Linked DNA regions of Mus musculus: region 1 is linked to region 2. The links are chromatin contacts, called in public HiChIP or PLAC-seq maps. All regions are on one chromosome and are shown on one strand. The core of a region is the stretch at or near the end of the contact, and the rest is flanking DNA. Distances in the headings are between cores, read along the strand shown.

Evidence for each region. HiChIP or PLAC-seq counts read pairs in DNA pulled down with a chosen protein or histone mark.
Region 1: an H3K27ac HiChIP or PLAC-seq map of embryonic stem cells shows a contact between it and region 2, with 15 read pairs. The contact joins the enhancer-like site here to the promoter of Zfp59 in region 2. A contact is called at or near these places in 1 of 39 promoter capture datasets (Sertoli cells), 4 of 484 Hi-C or Micro-C datasets (the G1E-ER4 cell line, the Patski cell line, brain and 1 more), 3 of 115 datasets of contacts at active chromatin or transcription factors (bone marrow-derived macrophages, embryonic stem cells and forebrain) and 3 of 9 other capture datasets (adipose tissue, embryonic stem cells and pancreatic islet).

What each region holds. Positions count from the first base shown.
Region 1 is chr7:27,754,717-27,759,504 of GRCm38.p6, reverse strand. No RefSeq gene overlaps it. Among named protein-coding and RNA genes, the nearest start is that of Gm10046, 8.6 kb to the left of the region's middle. Within about 2 kb of position 2,779, at least 70 of the 459 cell types and tissues checked have an H3K27ac peak or open chromatin away from gene starts, as enhancers often do. A contact at or near this core is called in embryonic stem cells and forebrain, where this site is marked.
Region 2 is chr7:27,836,537-27,841,896 of GRCm38.p6, reverse strand. It overlaps Zfp59 (zinc finger protein 59), which reads right to left and starts at 3,313. Exons shown (of 5, transcript NM_011762.3): 1 at 3,188-3,313.

The DNA.
Region 1 (4,788 bases), core at 1,530-4,029, 82 kb after region 2:
AGTGCTCTCATTTCTGTTAGTGTATAGAGGATCTGCTATTTCCAAAAACACTGGTATTCAGAGGCAGCAACTCCTAGCTGCCTGGGAACTCTTGAACCTGTCTCTTAGTCTTTGGATTTGGGATCTGAAGGATAGCAGAAATCCTACTCTGATAGGCTCCCATTTGCTTTCCTCATCAGGTCCCCTCTGATGTAGAAAGTGGGGCTTTCAAATGAAACAACATTTTGAAGCCTTGTAACTCTTTTAGCAGTTCATCAGTGGGATTACAATCTATTTAGTTTTAATCTATTTTATAACAGAATTTTAGTTTATAATCTATTTTAGTTTTAGAGGCTAGGAGGAGGTCATCTATATATCATAACAGTATAGTTCCAGGAAATAGCTGACAAAAGGGCAAGAAGTCAGCACTTAATGTTTTGAAAGAGCCACAACGTGAGGACTCCCCCACGTTCTGACTCAGGAGAGGCGACACCCCAAAATCACCCACAAGAAACGGTCTTGCTGCAAATTGCAAGAGGATTTTTATTCAAGAGCGCTCTCGGGCCCACAGTCATACACCACGCAGGGGTAGAGGACCGTGGCGCCCTGAGTAGCTGGATAAGGGGGTATTTAAAGAAGAAACCACAACTCAAGGAGGTGGGAAGGGCGTTGTTGGAAAATACCAAAAATACCAGTTAAGAGTCACAAGGAAGTACAAAGTCACAGGTGTCACAAGGAATGGTAATTGTTAACTCTCAAGACAGTTTCTAAGAGCCCCCTAACAATAGCACCTTTGCATAGTGGGTTCCAGCAATGGTCAGGGTGGGTCAGGGTGACTTTCTTTGAATGAACACTCCTTGAACCCAGGAAGCGGGTGGGTGGAGGAATGTTGCTATCTGTTTTATGATTAGCATACCTTGGAGCACTGAGTTTACTACTCTTTCAGTTTCATCAAACATAGTTGGAAAACATTTAAATTCTTGGGGCAACCTGGCCCTCTGTAACCTCCCTTGGTTCTATTTTAAAACAAATACAGGTTGAGTCATCTCTGCCAATGGGAGGTTGAAGAATGCATCTTTCAGGTCCAAGACAATGTACACCTCTTTTTCTGGAGGAATTAGACTCATGAAAGTATACCGTTTCAGGACCATCGGGTGGCTGATCACTATTCTCTTGTTTGTTTTCTTTGGAGTTTGGACGATTCTCTAGTCAGAGGTCCCAGGTTTCTTCACTGGCAGAAGAGGCATGTTCTAAGTCGGTTTCTCTAAACCAGGCAGTATGAACTGTGATTTCCTTCTTTTGTTTCTAGGGCAACTGTGTAATTTTTTAAAAATCTGGTAGAGTAGAAATTGGTTAGTTAAATTTGGTGTTGGGCCAGTCCTAGGGATTCGGTTTCTCCCTAGGACTCACCCACAGGAATCTTTGTTGTCAATCTGAAAGATAGTCCAACTGTATCTTTTGATTGGTGGCAAGACTTTCAGCTAGAAGATATTCTTCTGACAGAGGGCAAGACACCAATATTTTCTTGGGTATCTGTAGTCTAACTGTCTCATCAATCAAGAAGGTGATTGTGGCTTTCAGTTTACGCAAAGGGTCTTTTCTCTCAATCAGTTGTTTTTGTTACCTTTTGAGCTACCTCCAGAAACTGGGACCTATTTATACATTGAAATTCATCTAATTTGCATAAACATTTTCCTCATACCTGGGATTGCTATGTGACAAGGCAATCTTTTTAGCAGCTGTCTTTAACCCTTCTGAAAAGGGCCTAGAGAAAATCACCTGTTTGGTCAGTGTTGGACAGAAGGGAAAATCCATTCTATCTTGGCTGCACTATCTGGTAGCAATCCTTCTACCTAAGCAGATGCATTTTTCTGAGAATAGTGGGTTTTAAGTTTTCCAATTCTATAGGTTGTTGGCATCAAAAGACCAGTTTTGCAGATCCACTCCAAACTCAAGATGTGGCACCTAGGTGTCATGTCACCTGTTGCTATGGCGACCACATACCTTCCCAGAGCCCACTTCCCACACTCACTTGCAAACAGATTAGTCACAGCCTATATAAATGATAGAGTTTTCCCCACTTTTTTCCACCTCTTTTTTTCTGTTCCCCTTTGTCTTTCTCTCTTTACCCTCTTTGTCCCCAGTAAAAGCTCTTACATGTGGAACTGCTTGCTAGCCGCTATTCTAACACATCGTAGGTCAATGATTGAAAAGAAGACATGAACTATGAAAGAAGAAAGAGGGAGTGTTTTTCCTTTCTCTGTCCAATGGGTGCAATAGGCGGCTTACAGCAAGTAAGAAGGGAACAAAGAGAGACTATTCCTCCCTCCCTGTGTGCAACTCACTTAGGTGCCTGGGGACTCTTTTGTGTCTCCATACAGAAAAAGGGGCTGATCAGGACAAAGGGTGGGAGTAAAGAAAAGAAGCAAGCAGGTGCTCCAGGAGCCTGGAGGGCTGAGAGAACAGGGTTTTGTTTTGTTTGTTGTTTTCTGGAAGACCTGGTGGAGCCTAAAGTGTTTGGGTCCCCTAACAGGAGAGCACAGATCCTGAGCTGGGAGTGGGATGTCTTCCACTAGAGAAAGCCAACTAGTCATTATAGGGAAACTGTTCAAGGTGGCTGGGGTTGCATATTTTAGGAGTGAACCATTAGTGGGCCACTTGACTCCAAAAGATGGCCAGTTGATTTCAAAGAAGGTCCAGAGCTTTTCCAAACAAGAAACAGACATCAAACCCGTTCTCATCTGCAAAACTCTTCTTTGGGCCAAGCAGCTCACAGCTGCCATTGCAGTCATCCATCTCCATAGCAACAGCAACAGCCGCTGCTGCAGCCACAGTCACTGTGCTAAAAAGGGATTCGAGGTGGCTCTGCATTTGAGATTGAGGGGGTAACTCCCGGGCAGCAGTTGGATCACTCCTTCATTTTAGATGTTTCTCCAATAAACGGAACTAACAGAAACACACAGGGAGATTCACACATAAGCACACAAACTAAAGACAACCAGTAGCCACTTAACAACCATATGCCTGATCAGACTAGGGGGTGTGCAAAGCTTTGGATCCCAGACACTGGCTCAAGACAATGGGTCATTAACCACATCTGGCCTTTCCTTTGTGTCCTAAACAGAAGGTGCCTTTGTTGGGAGCTATTAAGACAACACAATTGTCCTGATCTCTGAATTGGGCCTCTCCCCACCCCCCCCAGAAGAAAAGGGGGTCAAAAGCAGGCCACCGACACTCCGATTCCAAGAACAACCACAGAATGTTCCAGCCCTAAGTCATCATCGATGTCCTGACCACACCCTGATACCACCAAGTTCCTGCTTACCAAAAGCTACTCTGTAGCTGCCAAAAGAAGAAATTTCTATTGCCCCCCTCCCACTGATAAGTACTTCTCCTTTTGCTTGTATTGCCCCACCCCTCCCACTGATAAGTACCTGTACTTCCCCTTTTGCTTGTGCATTTAAGCCTTGGGCCTTTCTCAATACAGTGGGGTCTTGATGCAATTCAGAACATTTCCGTGTCGTTATTCACACAAGACCCTCGTCTCTCTCTACCCACCATTTGGTTCTTAGGAGAAGGTCCCCTCTAGACCCTCGAATAACTGGACCTGCTGGACGGGTCATGCTTTAACCAGACTTATATTTGGAGGTGACAGACCAAGCAACGTTTTAATTTGTTTCCTTTGGGAGTCGAGGCCTCAGACTCTTCCCAAGCGTTAGGCAGTGATTGATCAAGGGGAGTCTTGGGGGACCCGGAAAGTCTTCAGGTTGCATACTATGTCAACACCACTCTTCCTGCTCTTGAGAGCCTCCGAGGCCTCCCGTGTCTTGAGGTTTGGTCTCTAGGGATCTTAGTGGAACCTCCTGAAGTGTTGTGACCTATCCACCAGAGACTACTTGGAGGCAGGCTTAAGCCAATATTAAGTCTTTATTAGCTGGCCAGCAGCTGCACTGGTGATATGGATCCTAGTGTGAATCCCCAAGCCCTTCTCAGTGTAAGCTTTTAAGAAACAAAACTGTATCCTGGGTCCCAAAGGGTGAAGAGACTCCTCTGTCTGCTGGTGGTGTTGGATTGTATCGCCCTGCTACTGCTGACAAAATAAGGCAACTAAACTTACAGAAGTTTTAGAAAACTGTTCTGTTGCTTTTTAATGCCTTAAACCCAGATTAAAATACTAAGCGATTTTAAAGGACTCTAGAATTGCCAAAATACTTCCCATTGGCCAGCCACACAGCAGAACCTTAGTGAAATAAAAGAATCTATTCCAGATAGCCATAGCCAATTATTAAATATCACCATTTCTGTAACTATATAAGCAGAGTGTACTGACTGTGGGGAGAGGGCTGAAAAATTGAGTACTCACTGGGGAACTCAGAGTGACTGCTTTCACTTTGATGGATGGTAACTAACGACAACAGAAACCTAGGTACCATAACTTGTGCAAAAGAGTCACTGACATGCAATGAGGTTCCTCACACCGGACACCTGATGAGCACACATGGAGAACAGCTGGGCTGCCTTTGGGCTATTCTGAATTCTATGGAATATCAACTTTCTGGCCATGCCTATCACTGAATGGCTCTATCTAAGAAAGCAGGCATTGCCGGGCAGTGGTAGCACACGCCTTTAATCCCAGCACTTGGGAGGCAGAGGCAGGCAGATTTCTGAGTTCAAGGCCAGCCTGGTCTACAAAGTGAGTTCCAGGACAGCCAAGACTATACAGAGAAACCCTGTCTTTCGAAAAAAAAAAAAAAAAAAAACAGACAAACAACAGACTACATATCTAACACAAGTGTACAACCATCTGGC
Region 2 (5,360 bases), core at 2,064-4,563:
TAAGCCTTGGTGCAATCCACTGTGGGGTTGTTTGTTTGTTTTTGAGACGGCCTCTTCTATATCTCAGGCTGACCCTGAACTCCTAAAGCTCCTTCCTCCATCCATGCTGAGATTACAGCCATGCACCAGCATGGACACCTCTCAAGTACATGTCAGATAATTTTATAAAATTTTACAGTTTTGTCTGCCCACAATATTTACATATAGATTTTCCTTCTTCCGTTATCCTGCCTTTCCTCCTCCCTCTGCGTACACCAGGCTAGCCAGCCTGCCAGGGATTCTCTTGTCTCCACCCCACTTCTTGCCACAGGAGGGCTGGGACTGCAGACATGCACTGCTGCATCTGGCACTGCACTGTTCCATGCTTTCAGGCACTGCACCCACTGAGCATCTCCACCATACACATTTATGCATTCTATGATTATTTATAATATGTATACATTTTATACACTTCCAAGAGATAGTCACACTCTCGCTTTCATTCCAGCATCATTTCCATAGCAGTGATACGGGACCCCACCAACACATGAATGGACCAAGCACATGGAGGATGGGGCTCACACACAGTGAACCATTTACTACAACATGGATGCACACGGAGAATAACACGTGCAATACACTAAAGAGAAAAAAGCAATTGCGGGGGCTGGGGATGGCTCAGGGGCTGAGAGCCACTACGGCTTTTCCAGAGGACAGAGTTCAGTTTCCTGACAGCTACAGTGCCTGGAAGTCCAGCTCCAGGGGATGCTGTACCTGAGGTCTCTGAGGGCACCTGTGCTCATGTACACACAGCTCCCCACACACAATTATGAAGAAAATCAATCAGTCTTTAAATAAAAGACAAACACCCACGACCTCACTCATGCAGAAGCTGAAGCTGTTTTCTCCTAGGAACAGTAAGATGCCGGTTACTGGGGTTTGAGTGGCGGAGGCTGGATGTGCAGCGCCATCGTTGACAGTGGGAGAGCTGGGAAGAAGCCGATCAAGGACTACAAAATGTCAGCCACAGCAGACGCTCAAGAGATACATTGTGAAACACGATGACTACCTAGGAACAGCCTCAGGCTGGAGAGGGGTTCTGAGGAAGGAAGGGGTGTCTGGGAGCAGCAAAATCAAAGAACTCCAAGTCAAACAGCAGGATGAGTCAAAGCCAGCAGCCTGAGCTCTGCCCGAGACAACTCAACAGCATGCTTCCTCTCTGGTCTGTTTCCTGGAGCTTTCCAGATAGCACCTACTCTCTCACTCTCTCTCTCTCTTCTGCTTGAGACAGCTCTCCAAGAAGTTCTCTCTTGCTGTTCTAGAAAATTTCTCTGGATAACTCATCTCTTGCAGATCAAAACCTTGTCTTTTATTTTACACATCAATCCAGTCATTTACTCCAGGTTCCCTTTGGACTAGCCAATGAATCAGCATCAAGTGGAACCCACCCCCCCAACCCTGCCCCTTAATTCTTAGGAGACTGCAAACACAAACAACCTTCTTTTTAGAGTTGCAAAAGAATTCAGAGATCTGCCTGCCGCAGTTACACAAAAGATAAACTAACAGGGTGGGACCCTGTACGGAAATTACCATTTATACCACTCGTGGGCCTAAATTAAAGAGTCCCCGGCTGACCTTGAGCTCAGGAATCCATCTGCCCTTTAATGCACAAACAAAAACCATAGCGGGGTGGGATCTCCTACAATTGCCACTCCCTAATCCCCGTTACCTCCTCCCTTAGTGGTTTCCTGACAAGTTGGCTCCTACTGTAGCTGCCTTGGCTCTTCCTGAAGCCCCCTCATATAATTCATACCGCATCCTCATTATTTGAGAAATTATTTGTTTTTGAATCCATGTTTTTAGAGTTCTTTCCCACAGCCTTAAGTGCTGTTCTGAAGGTCCCATTTTGTGGAGACATTAGCCACACCTTGACTCATGCTGTCTTTGATTATCACGGAGACATTATCATTAAGAGGGGGGGACTTTCCTTAAAAGAGGGAATGTACATGATTATACAAACCAGCCTTAGGTCCGGAGCAGCCATCCACGCTTGTGGCCCACATCCCCTGGCCCTGTCCCAGCGGCAATAACCAGGTAAGGAACCCAAAATGACCTCACAGAGCAACAACTAAAGCACACCAGGCCCTTAGGATATGGCGGCACTGCGCTAACAGACTTCACCACAGGCATCCTAAGGTTCCTGACAGGCCTGGAGAGCCTGAGGGGACAGAACCAAGACTCCAACGGGATACCACAGATCCACATCCCTATATTTAAACATGGCATTGCTCATCTGCATCTGGCCAACATTACCCATTTTACACACACACACACACACACACACACACACACACACACAAAATACCTAGTCCTCAAGGATGCCAAATTCAGTGCTATTACTTTCCCACTCCCCAAATCCTCCCTGGTGACCAGACCATCTATCGCCTACATTCTTCCCTTGCTTCGAATGAAGGCCTGTAAAGATCAAAGGCCATCTGAGGTGTGACACCATCAAGATACAAATTGATTTAGTTGAGAGCCCTAACGCTACCCTCTAGAAATTCCTAGTTACAACATCTCAGGAAAAGGTAGAGATTGTGGGAGAAGACGCCACGGATCATTGAAACTAAGTGGAAAGGGCAGGGACAATGTAAGGGACACAATGGTGGAGGTATCAATTCGCCTGTTCCTCCTTCCCTCACTTCCATTCCATATTCTAAAACTAAAACCTCATTTTTCAAACAGAAACAGAAAACTCATTCTTGAATCCACATCCCTCTCCAGCCCTCCTTTGGAATGGCCACCTAGGGAAGCCTGAGTAAGCATGAGATCGCAGACCATATCTGAGAGCATGCTCAATGGCTGCAGCTCTGAGAAAGTCAGGGGACTCAACAAGTACCCTCCCTCCAAGACGACACCCCCGTCCTTAAATTATAGCCCTAAGCTCAAGTCTGAGCCTCGGGGAAAGCTTCCCTTCAGACCCCGCACCTGACCTCCCCTTACTGAAGCTTGGTCCTCTGCTTTAGTCCCTGTGTCCCTGAGAGAAAGCAGGAGCAGACAGCGACAAGCACAGAGACACAGATTATGCAGAGAGCTCAAGGTGTGTATACAGTTAGACTCAAAGACACACACACACACACACACACACACCATACAGCCACCCCACCGCCTGTACACACCCCTCCCAGCCCGCTGGCTCCGGTCTTACTCTGGGGAGACATAAACCAAAAGCCTATGCGCTACTTCCGGCGCGGTGGTCCCGGAAAACACAGTTGTCACAAGCAAAGCCCTGGAGAAGCCTGGAGCGTCCCGGAGATCCCGGCGTGCAACTCGGGCCAGCCCATCAGAAAACCGAGTCCAGTGGCTTGTGGGAGTGCCCACGTGGGTGCGCGCTTAAAGGGGAGGCGCCCTCCTTTGAGCAAAAGGTACTTCCGGTTCTCCGCGTAACTGATTTTCTTTCTCCTGTAGAGAAGACGGAGGAGTCTGAATTCCCTGCTTTAGATAGAAAATGTGACTGAGGACCGTATCGCTATGTACCAACAGAACTGTGTCCGTTAGGCAGGCTAGACGAGCCTCTTAATAAAACTAATCGCATTAAAAGTACTGTAAATCGTCTAAACGCCAAAATTTGCCACATTTAGATTTGAAAAGTCAGACCCAGCTATGTGTTAACTACAGAAAATATATTAAAGATAAATACTCTAGCAGATTCAAAGTAACCATCTTCGCATGATCAAAAGAAAACTCAGGTCGATTATAAAATGGAGGTAGATTAATAAAGAGGCCAAGTCATCAAGTGACAGTAAACATGGGCGTGGTAGCAATGGCTTTTATCCCAGCGATGGGGAGGCACAGCCAGCTGCATGTCTGTGAGAAGAGACCACCGAGGACTACCCAGTGAAACCCTGTCTAAGAACTAAAATACACTCAGATTATGGTGGCACATGCCTTTAGTCACCGCCCTAAGGAGGCAGAGGAGGTGTCTGAAAAAAATTAATTAAAAATAAACTCAGAATACACTCCTACTGTCTTGAAAGGACTAAATAAACTAAAATTCAGAGGATACCCCAAATGTCTCAAACAAATAAGTACATAAATACATAAACAAAATTAACTCAGAGTATACTCAAATAGCACACCTTTAAACATGAAGAGGGGGGAAGTCCCGCTAGAACAATAGGGAATGATAGCAAAATCAATCAACACATTCAAATGTTGTCAATTTAAAAAACTGATAGAACAACACCCTCCAAGAGCAACAGAGCATAGCTGATTTGGACAGCATCTCAACTCTGAGTGAAGTCAATAAAAATGGAGACACTTAAGCTCTAATGACACGAGGGGATCTGGAAAGGGAACTGTTCCTGTACGCTCACCTGTGGGAGAAACGCTCATTACCTGAAGATGTTGCTGTGGAAAGCTTTCTCTTTTATCCTTTTTTCTTGGCGGGGCATCTATTACTTCATATATTTTGTATTGCACTTTTAAATATTAAAGACTCCATCTATTTTGAGTTATCCCACGAGCAGATTACTGAGGTAGGCAAGGAGTCTCCAGACAGACCCAAGTGACTGCTTCTGCAAAGCTTGGGTTTTGTTTCACCGGCTTTTGGATCATTTATAAAGATGCTTAGCCTTCTGTCATCCAATGTGTTCCGTCCTCCTTTCTCTCCACAGTGTGATTCTGGTCGGTCTGCTCCATCTTTCCTGTGTCACAGTTCTTTTCTTAGTGCTACCCCTTATCCTTCATGGAAGTAAAATCAGTTAATTGCCCTCTGTTTTCTCCACAGGAGCCATGGGGCGCTGAATACGTAACTAGAGATTAATGTCCACCATAAGTGTTTCCTTAGCTACAGTCACTTGAATTCTTCCTGGGGTGCTGCAGGCCACATCCCCAGTCTCAGCTCTCAGCTCTTTCTGCCTCTGTCTCCTGCTCTGTGTGTGCATAGCTTCTCCCTCCTCCTCCTCACACAAAGATGCATCTGTGTTTCTTTTCAAGTTTTCTCCTCTCCTGCTTCTGAAGGTGACTGTAGGCATGTGTTGAGAAATCCCTGCATTCCCTTCCCCCTTCCTGATGGACCCTCACTTCACACCCATCCTCTTCTCTTCCACATCTATCCTGTGAGTGAGCCGCCCCTCTCCACAATGAGCACTGATTTCCATACTCTATCATGTTCTTATGTGGGGTTTTGGTTGTTGCTGCTTAGGTTTTGCTTTTGGTTGATTGGGCTTGGTTTTTGTTTTGTTTTGCTTTTTGTTTGTTTGGGTTTTTTTTTTTTTTTTGACACAAGGTTTACTCTGTGTGGCCTTGGCCGTCCTAAAACTTTCCCTGTAGATCAAGCTGGCCTTGAACTCAGATCTGCCTGCCTCTGCCTCCCAAGT